Regions from separate parts of the Mus musculus genome. Here regions 2, 3 and 4 are each linked to region 1. Evidence: chromatin contacts called from public Hi-C and HiChIP or PLAC-seq data. All regions are on one chromosome and are shown on one strand. The core of a region is the stretch at or near the end of the contact, and the rest is flanking DNA. Distances in the headings are between cores, read along the strand shown.

Region 1 (4,970 bases), core at 996-3,495:
GCCTCTCCAGTGCCCTCTGGGACTCTGACTTGATGAACCTCCATGATGATCAAAAGGCCCCAGCTCTTCTCCATGGCCATTGGCTAGGGTGTTGGTGCTCACTGTGTACTGCCTCCGCCCCTCGGCTACTCTGCCCTCACCTACGCAGCTATTCTTCATGAGTCCTTAGAAACTAGAGCACAGTGTGACTACAGACATGGCCTCAGCTCCTCTTCCCTCTCCTTGCTACCCGTTCCCACCACACTTCCCTCACAGGTCTGTGTCACGCTCCCCTCAGAAACAGGGCAGTAGGCAAAGTCCAGCATTCTCCCATCCAGCTCACACAGCCGGGCAGCTCACACAGCCGGGCAGCTCACACAGCCGGGCAGCTCACACAGCCGGGCAGCTCACACAGCCGGGCAGCTCACACAGCCGGGCAGCTCACACAGCCGGGCAGCTCACACAGCCGGGCAGCATGCTTTGCCCTGCTCTGCTGCAGCGCCAGCCTTCCCACAGTGCCCTCACTCCATGGTCAGTGCCCCACCTAGCTCTCTCCCTCGTCTTTCATGATGCTAGCCTTTCACTCCATGCCCACCCCTGTCTCCCTCTTTCGAGCTGCCTCCTTCCATAGGGTGTCTGGCCTGGATCCTCCACCTTCTCTCTTCTGTCCTGTCTCCTGGTTTCTGTTGTGTGTTCGAGCTTGCTGTGCTTTGCTGTATCCAAGACAGTATTTAAGATGGCCTCTCCATCTCTGAAGTAACCCACAGCTGGGTCCTAATCTTCATCTTGCTTGATTCATCTCATGTCCAGTACTGCTGAGTACATCACTGACCTGGCTTCCAAAGCCCCACATCCATATGATCTTGCTCTATCTTCACAACGATTCCCTTCACCATTTTCTTGGAAGGTTCCACCTGTCTCCTTGGCCTCTAATAGTTAGAGTCAGTCCTGGGTCCCTTCTCTAGAGCTCAACCACAAACAAACAAACAAACAAAAAAAAAAACCAACAACAACAACAAAAAAACAGGCTAAATATGGTGCACACCTGCAATCTCAGCTCTCAGGAAGCTGAGGAAGGAAGATGAGGAACCGCAGACTGGTGTGGGTAGACAGGGAAACTCTCTCTCTCTCAAAATAATACTCACAGTGATAGTGAAGAAATGGTGGTTCTGGAGACATGGCCTCGTGTTCCTACAAGTCGTATGTGCTCTCCTGCAGAGGACTGGGGCTCAGGGATGCAGTGACCCTCATAGCTACCTCTTATCACACCCTCCCTGATGGTTGACAGGCCACACATTCAGATTTCCTCTGTCTCCTGTCAGGCTGTTGACAGAGCCCGTAAGCCCTGCGCCCTCCAGCTCTGTCCATTGTGGTCACTGCCTTGTCAGGACTGAGGGGTGAGGGAGGGCGGTGGAAAGAAACCTGCCTCCCTAACCGACTCTTTGGCTTTTCCCACAGCACAGCCCATTCTTTGCCGAGCAGCTGACAGCATTCCAGGTGTGGCTCACAATGGGTGTGGAAAACAGGAGCCCCCCAGAGCAGCTGCCCATCGTCCTGCAGGTCAGTCGCTTCCCACAGACCTAACTGAGACACCTGTTCCTCAGGAGGCGAGCCGGGCTGTGCTTCAGGCCAACGGTACATCGATGTGTTACATCTGATCTGAAGTCAGATGCTTGCTTACTCCCAGCGGCCTCCTCTTGGCAAAGCCACTGAATTCCCTTTTTCCTCTCCCAATTAAATATAGATTGGGATAGATCACCACTCCCTCCTCCTGCTTACATGTTAGGAACTAATGAAGTGTCACTGCCAACGAACCTTGCTATGGTGCAGAATCTTGGCATCACCACCTCCTTCTGTTTGGAAGGACACGAGATAAAAGTTTGTCCTGTGAGGAAAGGGTGAGGCCACCAAGCAGATCCTAACGGGGCTATGACATCATTTCCTGACCAATACCAGAGCAGCACAGACAGACCAGGTCCTTGCTGTGGTCCTCAGAAAAACAGGACCTTCTCTATGTGTCAGCAATTCATGTGCAAACTGGTCTGGTTCTGGGGGACCCATTTACTGCCTGCTGACTGAAATGACATGGGGCAGGGATATGAATAGTGGATTTGTCATCACAGTTGGGTAGATAAGTCACAAAGATTGTGTCTCATTAAATGTGTGTTTGTGGGAGAAACTGATAAGCTAGGCTGTGACTAAGAAAAGACCTTTTACTCGGGAACCATTGACTAGATCAGATACCTAGGATTGGCAACTTACTGTAAAAGCCAGAAAATACTATTTATCAAGTTTCCAGGGCAGTTGAGCTCAGGCAGAAGCTGTGGAAATCATGAGGGTGTACCACTTGGAAGGTTAGGAAGCCTGTATCTCTGGAGGAGCAGAGGGCAGGCTCCCCTCTCAGTGGGAGGGGCAGAGCTTGCCAAGGGCCAGGGATGGGGCCATCACTCTCCAAAGCACTCGTTATAATCAGCCAGACCCATGGTCTGATTTCCACCTGCCTAAGGACATTGCCTCGCTTCTTTCAAAGAAGGCCTTGTGTTTGCTCATTAGGGCTGCTAACCACATTGTGTGGACAACCCTCCATCTTCACTGTGCCAAATGCTCAGAGCAACTGTAGCTCAACAGTGTCTCCGCAGAGCACAGTGCCCTCCCCACCCTACCCCATCCCCCACCAGAGCCTCTCCCACAGCACAGCCAGCCTCCCAATCTCAGGAGGTGATTCACCTATCCCAGACCTTGGGTTTCTCCCTGTCTAAAGCCCCGGTAATCTCAGCCAGCAAAAAATAAATAATATTTTTTTAAAAAGGCAAGAAAGAAGAATGCATGTAACATAAAGAGTTACCAATAGCCTGTTCCTCTTGAAGTGGGAACTTTGTAGAATGGCCTTAGGTCAAAGAGAGGTAATGCTATATTGTTACGTCTTTTCTGAAATTATAAAAATAATTATCACTGCTCCTCTTACATGTGTCTAGCATAGTTTTAAGAAAGTTCTGGAACTGCAAGAAGAGCTAGAAACTAACCAAATGTTTCCACAACAAAGCAAAAGTAATGACAGCAGGACAAGGCCTGGGGAGGCGCAATGCCTGCGTGATTCCAGTAAATGGCAGCAACCCTGGGTCACCTGGGTCACCACACCACTCTCTCTCCACCCTGCCTATTATTGAAGCAGCACAGCAGAGTAGCGCTGGTCCTCCCCACAGCAGGGCTCCAGGGCCAGGCATGTTCATCCAGTTCTTTGGGGTCTGGCAATAGTCCTTTTGTAAATGGCTTTTATCGACTTTATTTTTCATGTTCCATTTACAACCCACACTCTCAGGGTAGGGGAAGACCTCTAGAGCCAGCCTGATACCAAACATGGAGCAGTAGCCATGAGAGCACACACACCATCTTCCATGTGCTCTTTCAGACAGAAGTAAGCAGCAGGTCCTGTACCACACAAAAGGCTCTGTCTCCCGGGCCAGGTCCCCTATGACTCAAGGGGCGAGCCCTGAAGAACAGACTTGGGGTAGACAAAGAACGGGATAGGAGCTAGGGAATGCAGGGCTCTGGGAGGCCCACCTGGCCTCACTCAATTTGCTACTTCCCTGGCTTTGACCTGAAAGCCTTTATTGTTTCCAGAGCCTGGGCCAGCTCTGTTAGAGAAGGAGAGAAGATCTTAATACAGACTGCAGTGATTCCTTTCAGGAAATTCCCATAGTGAACTCCTTGCATCCAGTAACAGAGGCGTTAGCCGCAGTAAGAGGCTCCATCAGGCTCTGTTGAGTTGTAGCCCCATCAAACAGTAACATGGACCTGACCTCTCCCAACCAGCTTCAGGATCCTTTCTGCCTTTTAAAAACAACATCAGACTGCTATGTCCTCCACTTTGTGACTGCTGGCATCAAGAAGCAATCTCAAAGTGTGGCTTTGTATGGTTCTGCCTAGAACTTGCCACGACTGCCTTCCCCCATCAGGGCAGCTGGACAGAGGTACCCAAACAGAAGAAGAAAGAAAGTCAAACAAGAAAGACCAGAATGGATTCACAGGGCAGAGTTTTCTTTTTCTCTCTCTCTCTCTCTCTCTCTCTCTCTCTCTCTCTCTCTCTCTCTCTCTCTTTTCGTTTTTTTTTTTTCTTCGAGACAGGGTTTCTCTGTGTAGCCCTGGCTGTCCTGGAACTCACTCTGTAGACCAGGCTGGCCTCGAACTCAGAAATCTGCCAGCCTCTGCCTCCCACGTGCTGGGATTAAAGGTGTGTGTCACCACCGCCTGGCAGAATTATTCGCTTAACATGGATGTTGTGTATCACTTGTCTTTCACCAAGTGTTTGCTGTTGGTGCCTCTTATTTCAAACGTAGTCTGGGCCTGAAGCACAAGGCCACTGTCAGGATTCAGGACAGTGCGGATGCCACCACAGTTCTGCCCTACATGCCATGATGGTGCTGCCCCTCAGAAGTTCCTGGGTCTCCTGCTGGAGGTGGGAGTCCTGGCCCACCAGAGCCTCAGTTTCTCTTCATGTCTCAGGCAAAAGCCTGAGCACAGTTTATATGATGACGCGAGTATGGGTTACCTTAGCAGGCCCTGCCTGGAGTGTGCTCTTCATTCCTACTCTCCACAGACGAGGAGGAGCCCAGGACCTGCTCACTCCCTGTCGGCAGTGAGTCCCTGCATCTGTGACAGCTTGGTTTTCAGTTGTTTATTAATTTTAAGAAACTGTGTGTGTGTGTGTGTGTGTGTGTGTGTGTGTGCGCGCGCGTGCACATGCATGTGCGCCTGGATGTTTTGCCTGCATGTATGTCTGTGCAACATGTTCACTGCCCACAAAGACCAGAAGAGGATATCAAGTCTATGAACCCAGGTCCTCTGTAAGAGCAGCCAGTACTCTTTCTTAACTATCAAGGCAGATCTTCAGACCCCACTTCTTAATTTTTTGAAGTACAAATACACACCTAAAAAATCCAATCTAGGGCTGGTGAGATGGCTCAGCGGGTAAGAGCACTGACTGCTCTTCC
Region 2 (4,970 bases), core at 957-3,456, 190 kb before region 1:
CAGCAACTTGGGGCTGGAGAGAGAGCTCCACAGTTAACGGCACTGGCTGCTTTTCCAGAGAACCTGGATTTGGTTTCTATCCACCACATGGCCACTTAGAATCATCTGTATGTAACCAGTTCCAGGGGATCCAGTGTCCTTGTCAGTCCGTTGTCATTTCTGTGGGCAAGAATTTGGAAGTGTGCTGATCAAGTTCATTGATGACAAGAAATGGGAAAGTACAGGAACGGAGTGGGCGTGCACACCATGATTAGCATGATTCAGAGTGTGAAGTGGCAGGAAGTAGTGAAGTGTAATGTGTGCTCTAGTCGAAGTCCTGCCTGTAGAGCACTAGTTCTCACCCTGCCTAATGCCGGGGCCCTGTAATACAGCGTCTCTTGTGGTGACCCCTAACCACAGAGTGATTTTTGTTGCTACTTCATAATTGTAATTTGCTACTGTTATGAACGTAGTGTTAGTATCTGTTTTCCGATGGCCTTAGGCAGCCCTTGTGCTGTGGTCATTCAACACCCACTAGGGGATTGGGACTCACAGGGTGAGGATCAGTGTTGTAGATTCCACCCCCTCCCCAGTTCTGTTCCTTTTTCTTCCTTTTTACCTTTGTTCCTTCCTTCTTCCACTTTCTATTTCTCATTATTGTCCAGTTGTGAATAAACACTTAACTGTGTGAAGAGCATGGGGCATACAAAGCTGCGTGTGACACTGCCTCCACGGGTGGACAGAGTGCCTGCTGCACACGCTTTGCTTCTTCTGCACACTCAGCTGTGCACTGAGATGTTTTTTTTTTTTTCTTGATCTTCTCTGTGAGTAGCATCCTCAGAACAGAGCATACACAGGCAGTTTCTAAGAGATCTGGAAGTGGTCCTGTGCCTAGTAGCAGACAGCAGCAGGGAAGGCTCTGAAGGATCTAATGGTGCTCTTCAAGGCTAGACCAGCAGTTTCTGAACTTTAGGAATTAGGAGATGGCTTCTGAGACGACTGTGCAGATCCCTTACTGGGGCAGACTTGGCTGATTTCGAGCCTGTCCCAAGAGATAAGGAGCTTTCTGTGCCAGGCAGAGGATGGCTGACGCAGGGCCCGTGGACGGCAAATGGAGCACATCTAGGGGAGAGCACGGCTGATTCCCAGGGCTGTGGGCTTCGATGGTTGGCTCTTGAATTACCCATGTAGTTTTCTGTGAAACAGGCTGCCATGCTGCCATTGCTGAACACGATTGATGAGAGGTTCTCAGTGTAACCAGGTTGTTCCTGTCACTGAGAATTTAGCTCCTGTGTCCTCACCTGTTTGCTCCAGGTGTATGCTTGGCTCTGGTCATGTGTATCTGATCTTATATATTTACAGTGGACAACAGAAGATGGGTAGTTTAAGTCTGTGTCTCTTTTTAAATTTAGAAAATGAATCAGGACTTTGAATGCATGATGGTACCTGCAGTGTATATCCAGTGTTCTGCCTCTGTCTGCTGGGTACCAGTAGGCTCTGGGTAGGCTCTTATAGCAGACACCTATGAATCCGGTTGCAGTGTTCCTCTGTTAAGCTGGTGGTGGCCTTGGCCTGATGTTCCTGGTGGTGTGGAACTTAAAGTAACTTGGATCCTGTTGTAACAGGTGCTGAGTTCCTTGGCAGAAGGATGTTGTGAAGCTGAGCAAGCAAAGGTCGGTTGTGAGTGTCTGGGGCCTTTCCAGATTGTTGGCCCTGAGCAAGCAGAGGTCGGCATCGTGTTGCCAGAGAGAAGCAGGGGTGCCTCCCAACTTTTTTGCTGCTTTGCATAGGTTTGGCTCCAGCTGGTGATGGTATGTGAGATGGAACTGGGTAGTGCCTGGTGGCCAGGTCCTTTAGGTGTGTCCTATCTTCAGAGCCATAGTTGTGTGACCTGGGTGCTGCAGTCTTTCTCAGTCGTGAAGGGAATTGGTCAGTATCCTGGCTGTGCTGTGGTGAAGTTTACTTTCCCTTTGTGGGACTTAATCGAGAGCTACAGAGAACTACTCATCTGGGAGTTTCTCAGGAGGGCTGTGACATGTGAATTTTCTTTTTGAAATTTTAAGGTTAGAACTCAGGGGAACTAAAAGTAAAAGAGTAAGGAAATGGCTAGCTGTAGGGCAAGCTGTGAATAACCAAGCCAAAGAACCTGGGCAGGCTTTCCAGCACGCAGGGGAGAGGCTGCTCTTCTGGTGCCTGTGTGCTACGGTGGGTGGGTGGAGGGAGGAGGCTGGGAGTGTGCTGTCTGTGGTGGTGGAAACCTTCCTTCCTAGCAGCCCCTCAGTTCGCAGTGATCTGTTCTTACTAGAGGCAGCTGACAGCAGCATTTGGCCTGTCACTTCTCTGTAGTTTTAGAAAATGTATGCCATCATTGTGGTGTTACTTTGATCTAGTGTTTATTTAGAAAAAAAATTTATCCTGAGAAAATGGGAATTATGTTCTGAACTTTGAATTAAATCAAGGCTTTGGTAGCTGGTGAGTCATGAAACTTTATTAAAATAAATGATCTCAGACATGTTGGATATTTACTGACAAGATGTTACCAGAGTTCAGACATTCAGAGTGAGCCACACATTATTTATATGGATTCATAAAATACCAAGCAGGCATGGGAGCATAGTGGCTGGATTCTATATCTTTCCCCAGCCCTGCCCACTGCCCTGTGAACAGGTGCTGAAAGCTGACGAGGGACGGCAGCTGGAGATGGTGGCAGGACGGACTGTGGAGGGACTCCTGGTCCCACGACAGCCGCCGGTGCTTTAGCTCATCTCTCCTTAGTGTCCCAGGGCAGTGTGCATGCCAGGGCTTCCATGGGCCACACAACTTGGGGTGCCTGTTATCCTTGGCAAGGTGGGCCTGTTCTTGGCATTTGTCCTTTTTTGTGCCTTATAACAGTAGTTCAAGGGCAGCTGAACTTAGAGTGTTCTTAGAGTGAATTCTATTCCGGGCTATTTGCATATCGTGAGTAGAGGTTTAAAGTTTGTAGTGTTTCTCAGAGCCGTGGCCTGCACCCCATAGTCTAGGAGCAGATGCAGTGCTATCTTCATCCTTTGCATGAGCATTTGTGTGGTTTGGAGCATCTGAGGCTGTTCTCAGTCAGGTCGAGGCTTCGAGCTGATGGTCTGCATAGATCATTCTGCTGTTTGTAGTGTGTCAACGGCGCTCTGCACTCAGGCAGATGGAGGGTCTGGTGAGGACGTGCAGAGGCTGTGAGGGCATCAATCCTCTGTTTCTGGCATGGGTTTAATTGTGTAGTTGGACTGGGAAGCCATATGTTAACTTCTACTTCAGCCAGCCTGATCTCCCTGCGTATGCCAGCTCTACACAGGCCTATCTTTCTCTGAAATTGAGCCTGAGAGACAGAAATCCACACTTGACTTGTCACAGACTTTGCTAAATTGAGACATGCTGAACTGATCGCTGCCTTCTACTTTACAGGTGATCCCCGTGTCCGTGCTGCCGTTGTCTCAGGTAGTGTAGTGGGCAGCGTTGCCTTCAGGATGTGCTTGTCTTATTTCTCAGTTTACTTCTTATATAACTAAACTTGAGCCCATGTCCCCTTTTCAAAAAGCAATAATGAGAAACTTCAGGCAATGTGCAGTTCACCCCTCCCCCTCTGCTTTCCAGAGCTCTGCTTCACCTCTGAGTGGGTGCTGCAGGGATTTTGCAGGTGACACTTGGCCTTTCCATATTTTCCTTTTCTCTCTCTTTCTCTCTTTCTTTCTTTCCTTCAGATTTTATTTATCTTATGAATGAGCACACTGTAGCTGTCTTCAGACACACCAGAAGAGGGAATTGGATCCCATTACAGATGGTTGTGAGCCACCATGTGGTTGCTTGGAATTGAATTCAGGACCTCTGGAAGATCCGAGAGAACTCTTAACCGCTGAGCCATCTCTCTAGCCCATATTTTTCTTTTCTTGTTCCTCTCTTGCTTGCACATTCCCATCTTAGGACACCCGGGCCCTGTTCACAGACCACAGCTCCAGTTTTGAAGTGGTGCTGACTTTAGGGCTCTGGCTGGAAGGTTTCCTCTGACGTTGGTATTTCTAAGGTCTCCTCACATGGCTAGACTTGCTCATGTTTCACATCAGATCTCGGCAGTCGTAGAAGGCACAACAGTGTGAAAGCCCCCTGCAGAAGGCTTAGTGAGGAGCTGCCTGTTGAATGAAAATATTACGTTGTCAAGAGACTGCTCCCTCTGTTTATACCTTTATGTGTCACGCCTGTGCAAAGACACAGGTAGCAGCACACAGTGAGATGAGGGTCAGGACAGCAGCTGGTGACTGTCAGGCCAAATGCACTGCCTGGTGCCCATGGCCCATGCCTGGCTTTGCTTTAGCTTGTGTAGCTCTCTCTCCCAGGCCTTATTTCTCTGAAAGTTTTATCAGTTGTTCTCTAAATTCGGTAGATAGCTTTGCCTGGTATGGGGTTTTATTTATTATGTGTTGGATGTTTTGTCTGCATATTTATCTGTACCACATGCGTGCAGTGTCTGTGGAGGCCAGTAGGGGGCGTTGGGTCACTGAGATGAATTACAGATGGCTGTTAGGAATTGAGCCTGGGTCCCCTGAAACAGCCCCTAGTACCCTTCATTGCTGAGAAATCTTTCTTGCCTCTGCTGTGGGGTCCCTGTCCTGTACTGCAAGGACCCACAAAAGGTGTAAGCTGTACTGAAGTGGAAACATAAGGGTCCCTTGGAAAGTTGGTCGGTTGGTGTTTTGCTGGAGCAAATGTGTGAAGGAACATTTAGCTCAAGTGGACACGGCGAAAGACTAAGACAGACTTGTAAAAGAACATTTCACTGAAACACACAGGAGAGAGGATGTTCTGCTAAAGTAAGTGTGTGAAAGGACACGTGATGAAGGATTCTTTGCTAACAACACACATATATTGGTCCGCCATACATTGTGATAGTTGCGTTGCATTTGCCAGGACTCCATAGAGAGAAATATAGCAAAAAACTTCCGGTGGTGTGCTATAGTTTTTGCTGC
Region 3 (4,970 bases), core at 1,441-3,940, 160 kb after region 1:
GAACCTAGAGACCAGGTCCACTTTGGTATATATATTAAATATGTACCTCAGCTGCTTGTCTGGGTCTGGAACCCAACCGCATTTGCAACTTTCCCATAGACTAGAGAGGGTGGGGTGGGAAGAGTGTATGCCCTGTCTTCCCTCAGACACAAAAAAGAAGCAACAAAGCCATGGCATCCCACTTTTGATCTCCAGGCAACCTCCCACCATGTTGACCCAACAGTTTCTGGCAGCCCCTGGGAGTGGCTGTAGAACCAGCCTGCCCAGGATTCACCCACAGTTGTAGCCAATGGCATGGTTGAGTCCCCACTGCCAGCACTCTGTGTCCCAGGAGACTTCCTGGTGCTTGCCAAGTTCAAGTGGAAGGCGAGGTCTGCACTGAGGCTGGGTTTAAAACTGGGAGAAGCAGCAAGGCGGGTCCCACTGCTGCTGCTGGAGGCCTCTGCCTTGGAGGCCACAGGCGTCCCCAGAACCCATGCCCTGCCCCTTCTCCATGGCTGCACTTCCCTCGTATGCCCCCTGTTTTCATGTTCCCAGCCTCCATGGCTTTTTTTGAACATCCACACAGGCCCTCTCATGTGTCATTGGGATGGTTGTGAGTACATGGATTTAGATGGAGACCCCTGAGATCTGTCTCTGCGTGGCTGCTCCCTCAGCTCTCTTCTTCCCAGAGCTTTTTAAAACAGTAACAGTTATGTGCATTCACCATGTCATTACTGGGTCACTTGCCACGTGGGACTATCTTTTTTTTTTTTTTTTTTTTTTTGGTTTTTTTGAGACAGGGTTTCTCTGTGTAGCCCTGGCTGTCCTGGCGCTCACTTTGTAGACCAGGCTGGCCTCGAACTCAGAAATCCGCCTGCCTCTGCCTCCCAAGTGCTGGGATTAAAGGCGTGCGCCACCGCGCCCAGCTTCACGTGGGACTATCTTGGAGGTTTGGAACACTGGCTGCTCTTCCAAGGGACCTTGTTTGGTTCTCAGCACCCACAACCACTCACAACCATCCACGACTCCAGCTCTAGTAGATTCAACAGCCAGTTCTGGCCTCCACTGCACCAGCACACATGTGATGCACAGATATAGATACATTCAGCCAACACACATACACAGAATGTTAAAAAGAGTGTACACCAGGAAGGCTGGTCGTGTTCAGGTTGTGCTTAAGGCTGTCACGAACCCACAAACAGTTGTGCTGCACAAGTTATAGTCATCTGAGAGGAGAGTACTTGATTGAGAAATGTTCTGGGGAGCAGTTTGTTTAGATTAGGGATTGATAAGGGAGGGCCTAACCCGTTGTGGGTGGTGATGGTCAAGGTTCTATAAGAAATCAGACTGGCCAAGCTATGAAGAGCAAGTCAAAAAGTAACACTCCTCCACGGCCTCTGCATCAAGTCCTGCCTCCAGGTTCCTGCTTGCTTTAGTTTCTGTCCTGACTTGATAATGAACTCAGGGTTAGACTTCCTTCGATGATGTAGAAGTGTAAGCCAGAGTAACCCAGAACTGCATTTGGGCATGATGCCTCATCACAGCAATAGTGACACTACAGAGGACAGAAGTTGGTACCAGGAGTTGGGGCTTAGAGTAACAGAAAGTATAGAATGAACTATATATACGTGTGTGTGTGTGTGTGTGTGTGTGTGTGTGTGTGTGTGTGTGTGTGTGTATGTATGTATGTGTATATATATATAGGAGGTCCTGAATCCAACAGTTGATCAGTCTACAAAGCTGGATATACTGGATATATCAGCTCTCAGATATACATATCTGAGAGATGGTCTGCAGTATGCACCAGAATAACCGAAGATGTCAGTGAAGGAAATGACTTGCCATCGAGAGAAAGCAGGCAAACAGCCTAGGTACATGGTCTCTCCACCCATGGAGTATTGTGTGTGGAAAGGGAGTCTGCTGGGTGTGGTAGTGCACACCTGTGGTCCCAGTACTCAGGAGGCAGAAGCAGGAGGCTCAGGAGTTCAAGGCTCTCTAAAGCTATGTAATGAGTTTGACCCTTAGGCTAGCCTGAAATACTCGAGATCCTATCTCAGAAAAACAAACAAAACAAAAACAAAAAGGAGGGGGGGGGGGGCTCTAGCCTCTGCTGCAGCACAGATGGACATCGTAAATGTACCTCAGTCCCTGTGCTTCCCCCCAAGAAGGGTTACATTTCCACGTGGACCGAATTGCACACTAACCCTCCAAATGTGAAGCCAAGTTACTAATAGCACCAGAAATCTTTAAAACTGAGACGTTAGGGTGAAATGCAGTGTGACTCACTGGTGGCTGACCTTTCAGCGACTTGACTCACTGTAAGTTGGTAGAAGTTGAGGAGGGCGTGGTCTCCTGGTATGTTTCTCTGTGTTTTTATACTTTTGTCCCAAATGTCACATATTGTCTCTGGGACCCACGTGTACTTTGTGGGGGAGGGTCTCTTCCTATTAGTTCCCAAATATTCTGGGGCCTGGAACTCTCCTGGTCCCAGCCCCATCCTCACCCTCCTGAGTTAAGGCTTTTTTCACTCTGATGGGCTAAGGCTGACTCACTGCCTTGGTGTGCCTAGGGCTTCTGCCCCTCCCTCCAGGATCTCTCATGTCAGCTCCCTGGGATGGGCCACCTACTGCCAGTCACCCCTGTTGATACTCCACTCCCTGGAGAGGCTCATCAGGTGGCAGCTGTCTGCAAAGATTTACCCTCCCTCATTCACTGTTTGCTCTGGCACACTGGGCCTTCTTTCCCAATCTGATCCGGTTTTTCAAGTTTAGGGTCCACCTGGGCTGTGGCCTAAGAGCTCTAGGTCCCCAGGGTATGGGTGGATTTGGCCCTGGCAGAGGCTGGTTAAAAGCCTCTTCCTGGGGCTAGAGAGACAGCTCAGTGGTTAAGAGTGCATGCTGTTGTTACAGAAGACCCAAGTTTGGTTGGGTGGCACCCATGTCAGCAGCAAACAGCTGCCTATAACTCTCCTTAAGGGGATCTGACGACCTCTTCTGGCCTCCAAGAGTACCTACACTCATGTGCACAAACACCATAAATAAAAATAAAAACCGTAAGGTGGTGATGGCACACACCTTTAATCCCTGAACTTGGGAAGCCTAGGCAGGCGGATCTCCAAGTTCGAAGCCAGCCTCTATAAAGCGAGCTCCAGGACAGGCTGGGCTTTTACACAAAGAAACACTGTCTCAAAAAAAACAAAAATAAATAAGTTAATTAATTAATATCTTTTTTTAAATAAAATGAAGTAAGGCTTTTCTGTCAGCACAGTACACCTGGGAGGATCTTCCAAGAGAAGGAGAAGGTGGGAGGCCATGGAGCCCGCCACGAGGGCCCAACCTCTCCTCGGCACCTGCTGGCCAGTGAACAAGTCAGTGCCCCTGGCCAGAGGTCCCCTCATCTGCAGAGGGGGTGCTCAGGGTGGGTAGGTGTACCAGTCTTCTCCTGCATGCTGTGGCCATGGCCCCCCAGGGGTTTAGTACTTGCGGCTGTGCACGCCCAAGCTCCGCTGCACATGTCTTCCTGCAGCTGCTTGTAAAATGCAGTTTAAAACTTCATCATGTGGGCTGATCCTGCGCAGCACCAGCTTGCAGCCAGCCCAGAACTCCACGTGCGTGCACTCACACACAGACACATACACACCCTGTTCTGTGCCTTTGTCTCAGTGTGCTCCCCTCCCCCCATCTCCCCGTATATACCCATAAGGTCTGGGGACAGGCTACGCAGCGGGGGCTCTGAGTTGAGCCACACACTGTGCTCTGTGTCTGAGGGTTGACACAGCCCATGTGGAATGGTAACTGTTGTCCTGTGGGGTCTGACACCCATCACCTGAACAAAAATCTGTGAGAAACTTGGTACACCCTTGGGCATCACTGCCTGATTATACCAGTTTCTACTCTTCTTGAGTTGGCATGTGCTGCTTTTGTGGGTAGGGGAATGTTTTCTGTTCAGTCTTGACATTGACTTATAATTCTGGGCCTAAAGAATGTGGTCAGAGAGCACCAACCTATAGAGAGACTTCTAGCTAAGTGCATAGTTTGTCTGGTCGCTGCTGCCCCATCCCTCCTCTTGTAGACCCTGTAGCCTTCTGAGAGTTGGTTGTATGGCATTGTCCTCAGAAAGGAAGAGTGGATGTACTACAAAGCTGAGAGAGTAGTGCAGTGCTGCCAAGGACTCCAGTGGGTTCCCCTGCCCAGGCCAGAGTTTGAGCCCACTGTGGTCACCTGCTTTCCACTTGGGTAAAATTATAGTCCGTTCCCAGGTGTCTATGGGGCATTGAGAGCCAGAAGGTGGATCCAAGACCCTCTGAGTCATGGGAGTGTGGTCAAACAAAGCCCAGCGAGCTTCCTTGGGTACCTCCTTGTCACGGAGCAGCGGGTTTCCATCCTATAGGATTTACAGATGCAGAAAGCCAAGAGAGTTTCCCCAGGTACATTCATCCTTGTCATAAGGGCTGTGGGTTTCCATCCTACAGGACTTACAGTTGCAGAAAAGCACAGAGGATCCTGGGATCTGCCACTCACTCACATGGCTGTCCTGACTTGCGTGCTAGTGGCTTCTGGCCTGAGTGTAGAAAACTCTCATCTGTGACTTTGGGTTTCCTTTGAGCCCTGTTCTGAGCATGAGCGACACTGTCCTAATAGCTTGCTGAAAGTCAGCATGGCTGTGCGTGTGTGTCAGTGGTAACCAAGGCCTTTGCTCATGGGGACTGTGCCTGTGCCTGTGCCTGTGGCCTTCCTCTTTACACTGGCCTCACCCTCTTGTCTCTGCCTCTCAACCAGCAATAAGAGACCAGGCTCCTTCACATTAATTGCTGCCTCAGTCCCTTCAAGCACATTAGAGTCCAGATCTAGAGTGTGCTACAAATGGGACTTCCATCCTTTTCAGAGGGACCTGGCAAACCTTAGAGGCTACTTGCCCTGTCTCTCTGTGTGTAGGTTGTCACTGACTTTGTGATCACAGCTTCCTGTTGGCCATATGACAGCCCTGTC
Region 4 (4,970 bases), core at 1,734-4,233, 140 kb before region 1:
CACATTTACATGCAGTAAATGACCTGGACAGAATGATAATGTGAGTCTCGTTTAGGAAGAAGCAGTAGAGGATCCACACTGGAAAAGTGGGTGCAGTCTTCCAGTGGTTTCAGGTCAGGGAGACTTGGTTAGAGATAGCAAGGGTTAGAGACACCAAAGAGTTTGAGGTGAGCACAGTTTCAAGACAATAGGATGCTTAGGAAAAGATGGTATAAGGTGAGAGATGGGGTTCTGGTTGGCTACCCCCGTACAGTGGAACTTCAGCTTAGCGAGAAGCTGTGTGTCAAACATCTTTCTCCATATCCAGGAAGCCACACTATAGCCATAAATACTAATTTCTTCTTGAATGCCAGAACTGATGAATTCATTTACACGTGCTAAAAATGTCTCAGAATTTCCTGATATGAACCATTAGTGGGATGTCTCCATTTTAGAAACAAGCCTAAGGTAACAGTTGTCACCAGTATGCCTCTGACTGGCTGGAGAACATGCGGGGATGTACTTACTGTAAAGAGCTTGGTGTGCATAGAGCGCTTTCCTGCTTAGATACTCTCATATGGCTGAGGGCAGAGTAAGGAGGCCTGATATCCATGAGAGCCTCTTAGTAGGTGCAGACTTCATGCTGAGAGGAAATTTGCACAGAACAGCTCAGATGTGTGATCCCCAACTGTAAATCAGGATCCTTTGAAACATTGCAAAGCTAAACATGCACCACTTTATTGTCCTCTACAGAGCTCTTGTATTTCTGCAGTAATAAAGAGAGGTTGATGTGCCATCTGCAACAAAACAATAGGGATGTTATTAAATTCCAAGACCTCTGATGGAAAGACCCTGGATTCAGTTTTCTCTTCCTCCGTATGCTTTATTGCACCACTCACAGAGGTCGGGTAGTCTGCAGTGAGGTCATTCCGTTCATGTTTGCTGAAGTCACTGTGGCCTGGACATTGGTGTGGGTGGGAACAAACAGCAGTGTTAATCTCCACAGCAGAAGGAGCAGAGACCTGACTGCACCCTAAGGAGCCAGGGTGCCTGGCATGCTGCCCATTGCATTGCTTGTGCCCAGCTGCCACATTTTCTCATTTTCTAGCTGTGATTATTCAAAATCAGATACTTTGATAAAGGTGAATTTGGTTCAGTAAAGAATTTAGAGAAGCCATTGTGATTTTATTTCCAGAGGCTGCCAGACTCTGTATTAGGCCGTATTTCCTTGCCTGGCTGATTGATAGTTTATCGGTTTGCACTGGTGGAATGTCTGTTCCTAGTTACATTTAAGACTTTCCTTATTACCTTTAGGTAATAGACTTTAGCTTTGCAGGAGAGCAAAGGGAAAATGCCAGCCGTGGTTTCTGTTGAAAATTCACCAGTAAAGCCCTCTTATGTCATGATGAGCCTCAAGAGGAAGTCTTATGGGAGCTGAGAGCAAAGGCTTTTGGGCTTTTAGGAGTTTGCCTGACAGATTGAGGTGCTGGCAGTTTAGCACAAGATGCAAGTTTAGGAGCTGAGGTAGCTGACATGGAGCACTCGCCAGGTCTCCTTTACCTAAAGCATGGAGTGGGAGGCACTCTGCTGGGGTAGGTCCCAGCTCTCCTGTGGCTCCCAGGTAGGTTCTGTGGGAGTCATTACCGTTTACTGTGGGAGGTAAGGAGGGTTGGTGCACCTGTAACAGTTGGCAGGGAGCTGAGGTGACCACTGAACGGGCCTGTTTGCCAGGCAAGGGGACAGGCTTTTCGCTGTGAGTGCACATAACTGTAGGAGCTCTTTCTCATCTTGGCCAGCAGGAATGAATGGCAAAGGCTCTGTGCAGTCACCGTGGCGTTTCAGGGAGCTGAGTGGTCAGTAGGAGCCACACACTCCTGTTTCCCGAGGCTGCAGTCAGCAGGTCTTAAATCTTAGCTCCTCTGCAGTGCATTCTTGTATCTGTCACAGTGGATTTGTAGTCAACGAATGAAACATGTTTTTATAGATCTTCTCAACAAGCAGTGGACTTGGGAAGTGGGGTCTCTCTCCAGCAAAGCAAGGCTCCTGGGCACACTCCTCCTCTGAAGAGCAGCCATCTTAGCTTTGTGATCGGGTTGTACACTTGGACTGCACACATGCCTTGTTAGCTGCTTTCTAGGAAGTAGAGCTGACGTGGCCAGGGACAGACACATTTCTTTCTGTTGGGTTTACAGGCTTGTCCTGTGGGGTTTAGGCACAGGTGTTTGCAGAGCCTAGTGTTTATGTGCACGTCCGTACTTCTGGGTTGCAGGGGCTGGACCTATGTGCCTCCTCCCTTAAGCAGGCTAGCTGCAGGTTGTTGGGAAGCCTGAGGGGTCAAGCATGGAGTACTGCTCCAGCTCTCTCTCTCCTTCCCTGCTGCCTACACCCTCAGAGCCCTCGAGAGGGGCTTGGGGTCCTACTAGCCTCTTCTCTGGACTGCTCCTGGTTCCTGTGTCAGAAGGCTCTACATGCTTGCTCTGCTCTAAGGGAGGAGCGGGGTGGGACGGATGGTGCTAGTGCTCCTCCTCACCCCACCCTAGTGTTCTCTATGGGATTTACAGTGGGATGTGCTGCACACCAGTACTGGTGCAAGTCAGTGTGCTCTGCCTTACTCGGGAGCGCGTCAGAGTTGCATGTGGACAACCTGAAAAGAAGCGAGTGGAGCTCAGGGGTGGAGTGGGGGTGCTCAGAGATCACTGTGGAGTAGCCTGCCTTGAACTAGTAGTGGTGGCTCTCAGCTTGGGACAATCACATTTTGATAGAACAGTACTGCCCATCTGGACACAGCACTATCATGGCATCGATGTCACTCCTTTGTAGGCTGCCCCTATGTCATGACTGTGCTATCCTCCTGACTTCCTCTGCTGGCAGCCTTCTCTTTCCTCCAAAATAGCTGGATTCTCTGTGGAGCCAGAGCTTGGGCATGATCCACCTGTCTGTGTTTCTGTGACAAACTGCAAGTGAGGGCTCCTAGCCACGGGCAGAATTGTAGCTGAATGACTCATACTGACATGATTCAAACTCTTGTGTGATGCGCTTTGCCCCTGATCTCATTAAATTTGTAAGATGGTGTAGATGTGTCTTGTGGCAGTCTTGGGGTTAACCATTGTGTTGTGATAGTCTCCCTTAGCTGCTTCCTGCCCAGATGTTAGCAACTGTCCCCAAGACAAACATTTTGCATGTTTTTCTGCTCTGGCCATAATCTTGTACCAGCCTGTTTCCCCTCCTCTTTCCTCTCTTCTTGCCTGACAGCCTTTCCATGCAGCATGTTCAGGGACAATTCCGATGGATGCTCTTCAGCCGAAAGGCTTATTAGTCAGCCCTGCCCACGCACTTCCTGTCTTGCCCTGTCCCCAAAGGCCACGGTGTTACAACAGCCCTCTGGATGTGGAACTTAGATCTAAAACCAGTTCCAAACTTGCAAACCTAAGCTGCCATTTTAGCTAATGAGAGCACAAAGGAGTCGCCATCTCTTGACTACCCATTCTTTTGAAAGCTTACACATACTTTAGAGAAAGGTAGGTTGTGGAGATGCGTCTGCTTTCACCTGCAGGATGTATCATGCTGTGTGACTAGAGTGCTGTGGGACTCCAGCTTTCTTGAAAGTGGCGTTATTTGCAGTCCCTGTGTCAAAGGCTCGCTCTCAGAGGCAGTGGGAAGGGTGAGTGGTGCACAGAGTAGGTTCCAGCCGTCCACCACTGCTCCTCCTCTCCCTCCCTTGCTGTGCTGCATCAGGCTCTGAGGATTGCCCTCGGCCTTGCTGTCTCTGCCTTGGTGAGAGGGCAGGTAGCTTAGCGGCTGTGGAGAGACTCTTGGCTTTGGTCTGGCCAGATTTAACAGTGACATTCTTTAGCCCTTTACCCTGACTTCAAGTGCTACTGCTTCATTCTTCTCAGACTGAAAATGGAAGTTGAAGCTGGGGTGGGCATGGTGGTGTAGACCTTTTATCCCAGTACTTGGGAGGCAAAGGCAAGGGGCATCTCTTGAGTTGGAACCTAGCCTGGTCTACAGAGTGGGCTGAGGACAGCCAGGGCTGCACAGAGAAACCCTGTTTGGGAACAAACAAACAGACAAACGGTAAGTGGAGGGCTGATGGGAATAATATTGAGCAGGTCAGCCCCAGCACCCAGAGGGTCCTTGATGCCCAGCCTTCTTCCTGAGTGGTCCCCAAGCCACACTAGGACACACACGCTGCCACTCTGAAACTTTCTACCCCAGAGAGTTCCTTCATACCTACCCTCCTCATCCTGCTTGCTGTCTCCCTGTCTCTAGTATTGTCTGAAGAGCAAGCACCTCTCCACCTCTGCTGCTCATCTTGTAAAGAGGGCTCAGTCCTTTCCTCATAGCCTCCCAAGGATCTCTCTCACCACTCTGCCCTCCCGATGAGGTCAGCGTTTCTGTTTGACAGATTTTGACAAAGAAACCATGCTTGCTGAAGACTGAATCTATAACTCACCCAGCCTCTGGCACCTATGCCTTTATTACTTGGGTGGGCTTTGGAACCTGCGGCTGTGCTTGAGAATGCCTGGTCACATGGTGCTGGTACAGGTGTCATGGTATAACTGGAGCTGCTGACAGTCAGGAAGCAGAAGGCAGGGAAGGCTGAGTTTGAGAGTGCCAAAGGGAGTCCCCATATGCTCACTGCACGCCACTGTGAAAGCTGTAAAGTTATTCCCCAGCTGAACAAGAACTTGCTGAGTGGGGGAGTTGTGCAGTGATTCGGAGGGAATGGTTCTGAACGCTTCCCATGTTATTTGACTTCACTTTGTAAAAGATCCACATGTCACGGAGGTGCCTGCACACCTGGTTGGTCACCATAGCATCAGGACCTCCTTGTGTAGTTGAATTCAATGGAGACATTGAAAATAATTGGAATAAAATTCACATAATATGCCGGGCAGTGGTGGCGCACACCTTTAATCCCAGCACTTGGGAAGCAGAGGCAGGCGGATTTCTGAGTTCGAGGACAGCCAGGGCTACACAGAGAAACC

The links. A called contact is a pair of places that touch in the nucleus more often than the background predicts. HiChIP or PLAC-seq counts read pairs in DNA pulled down with a chosen protein or histone mark.
Region 2: a contact with region 1 is called in a Hi-C map of the C2C12 cell line, with 5 times the contacts expected there. The contact joins two enhancer-like sites. A contact is called at or near these places in 1 of 15 datasets of contacts at CTCF or cohesin (CD8 T cells), 3 of 484 Hi-C or Micro-C datasets (the C2C12 cell line, bone marrow-derived macrophages and embryonic stem cells), 8 of 115 datasets of contacts at active chromatin or transcription factors (bone marrow-derived macrophages, embryonic stem cells, microglia and 1 more) and 3 of 9 other capture datasets (adipose tissue, liver and pancreatic islet).
Region 3: an HNF4G HiChIP or PLAC-seq map of pancreatic cancer cells shows a contact between it and region 1. The contact joins two enhancer-like sites. A contact is called at or near these places in 1 of 115 datasets of contacts at active chromatin or transcription factors (pancreatic cancer cells) and 2 of 9 other capture datasets (adipose tissue and liver).
Region 4: a contact with region 1 is called in a Hi-C map of bone marrow-derived macrophages, with 32 read pairs. The contact joins two enhancer-like sites. A contact is called at or near these places in 3 of 484 Hi-C or Micro-C datasets (bone marrow-derived macrophages, nephron progenitors and uterus), 5 of 115 datasets of contacts at active chromatin or transcription factors (bone marrow-derived macrophages, embryonic stem cells and epiblast stem cells) and 2 of 9 other capture datasets (adipose tissue and liver).

What each region holds. Positions count from the first base shown.
Region 1 is chr11:119,815,641-119,820,610 of GRCm38.p6, forward strand. Rptor (regulatory associated protein of MTOR, complex 1) reads left to right here. Exons shown (of 34, transcript NM_028898.3): 11 at 1,438-1,539. Among named protein-coding and RNA genes, the nearest start is that of Rptoros, 16 kb to the right of the region's middle. Within about 2 kb of position 2,246, at least 44 of the 459 cell types and tissues checked have an H3K27ac peak or open chromatin away from gene starts, as enhancers often do. A contact at or near this core is called in the C2C12 cell line, bone marrow-derived macrophages and pancreatic cancer cells, where this site is marked.
Region 2 is chr11:119,622,960-119,627,929 of GRCm38.p6, forward strand. The region is part of intron 1 of Rptor (regulatory associated protein of MTOR, complex 1); the gene reads left to right. Among named protein-coding and RNA genes, the nearest start is that of Rptor, 23 kb to the left of the region's middle. Within about 2 kb of position 2,207, at least 29 of the 459 cell types and tissues checked have an H3K27ac peak or open chromatin away from gene starts, as enhancers often do. A contact at or near this core is called in the C2C12 cell line, where this site is marked.
Region 3 is chr11:119,973,666-119,978,635 of GRCm38.p6, forward strand. The region is part of intron 3 of Baiap2 (brain-specific angiogenesis inhibitor 1-associated protein 2); the gene reads left to right. Among named protein-coding and RNA genes, the nearest start is that of Gm11767, 33 kb to the left of the region's middle. Within about 2 kb of position 2,691, at least 111 of the 459 cell types and tissues checked have an H3K27ac peak or open chromatin away from gene starts, as enhancers often do. A contact at or near this core is called in pancreatic cancer cells, where this site is marked.
Region 4 is chr11:119,674,023-119,678,992 of GRCm38.p6, forward strand. All of the region lies in intron 3 of Rptor (regulatory associated protein of MTOR, complex 1), which reads left to right. Among named protein-coding and RNA genes, the nearest start is that of Rptor, 74 kb to the left of the region's middle. Within about 2 kb of position 2,984, at least 132 of the 459 cell types and tissues checked have an H3K27ac peak or open chromatin away from gene starts, as enhancers often do. A contact at or near this core is called in bone marrow-derived macrophages, where this site is marked.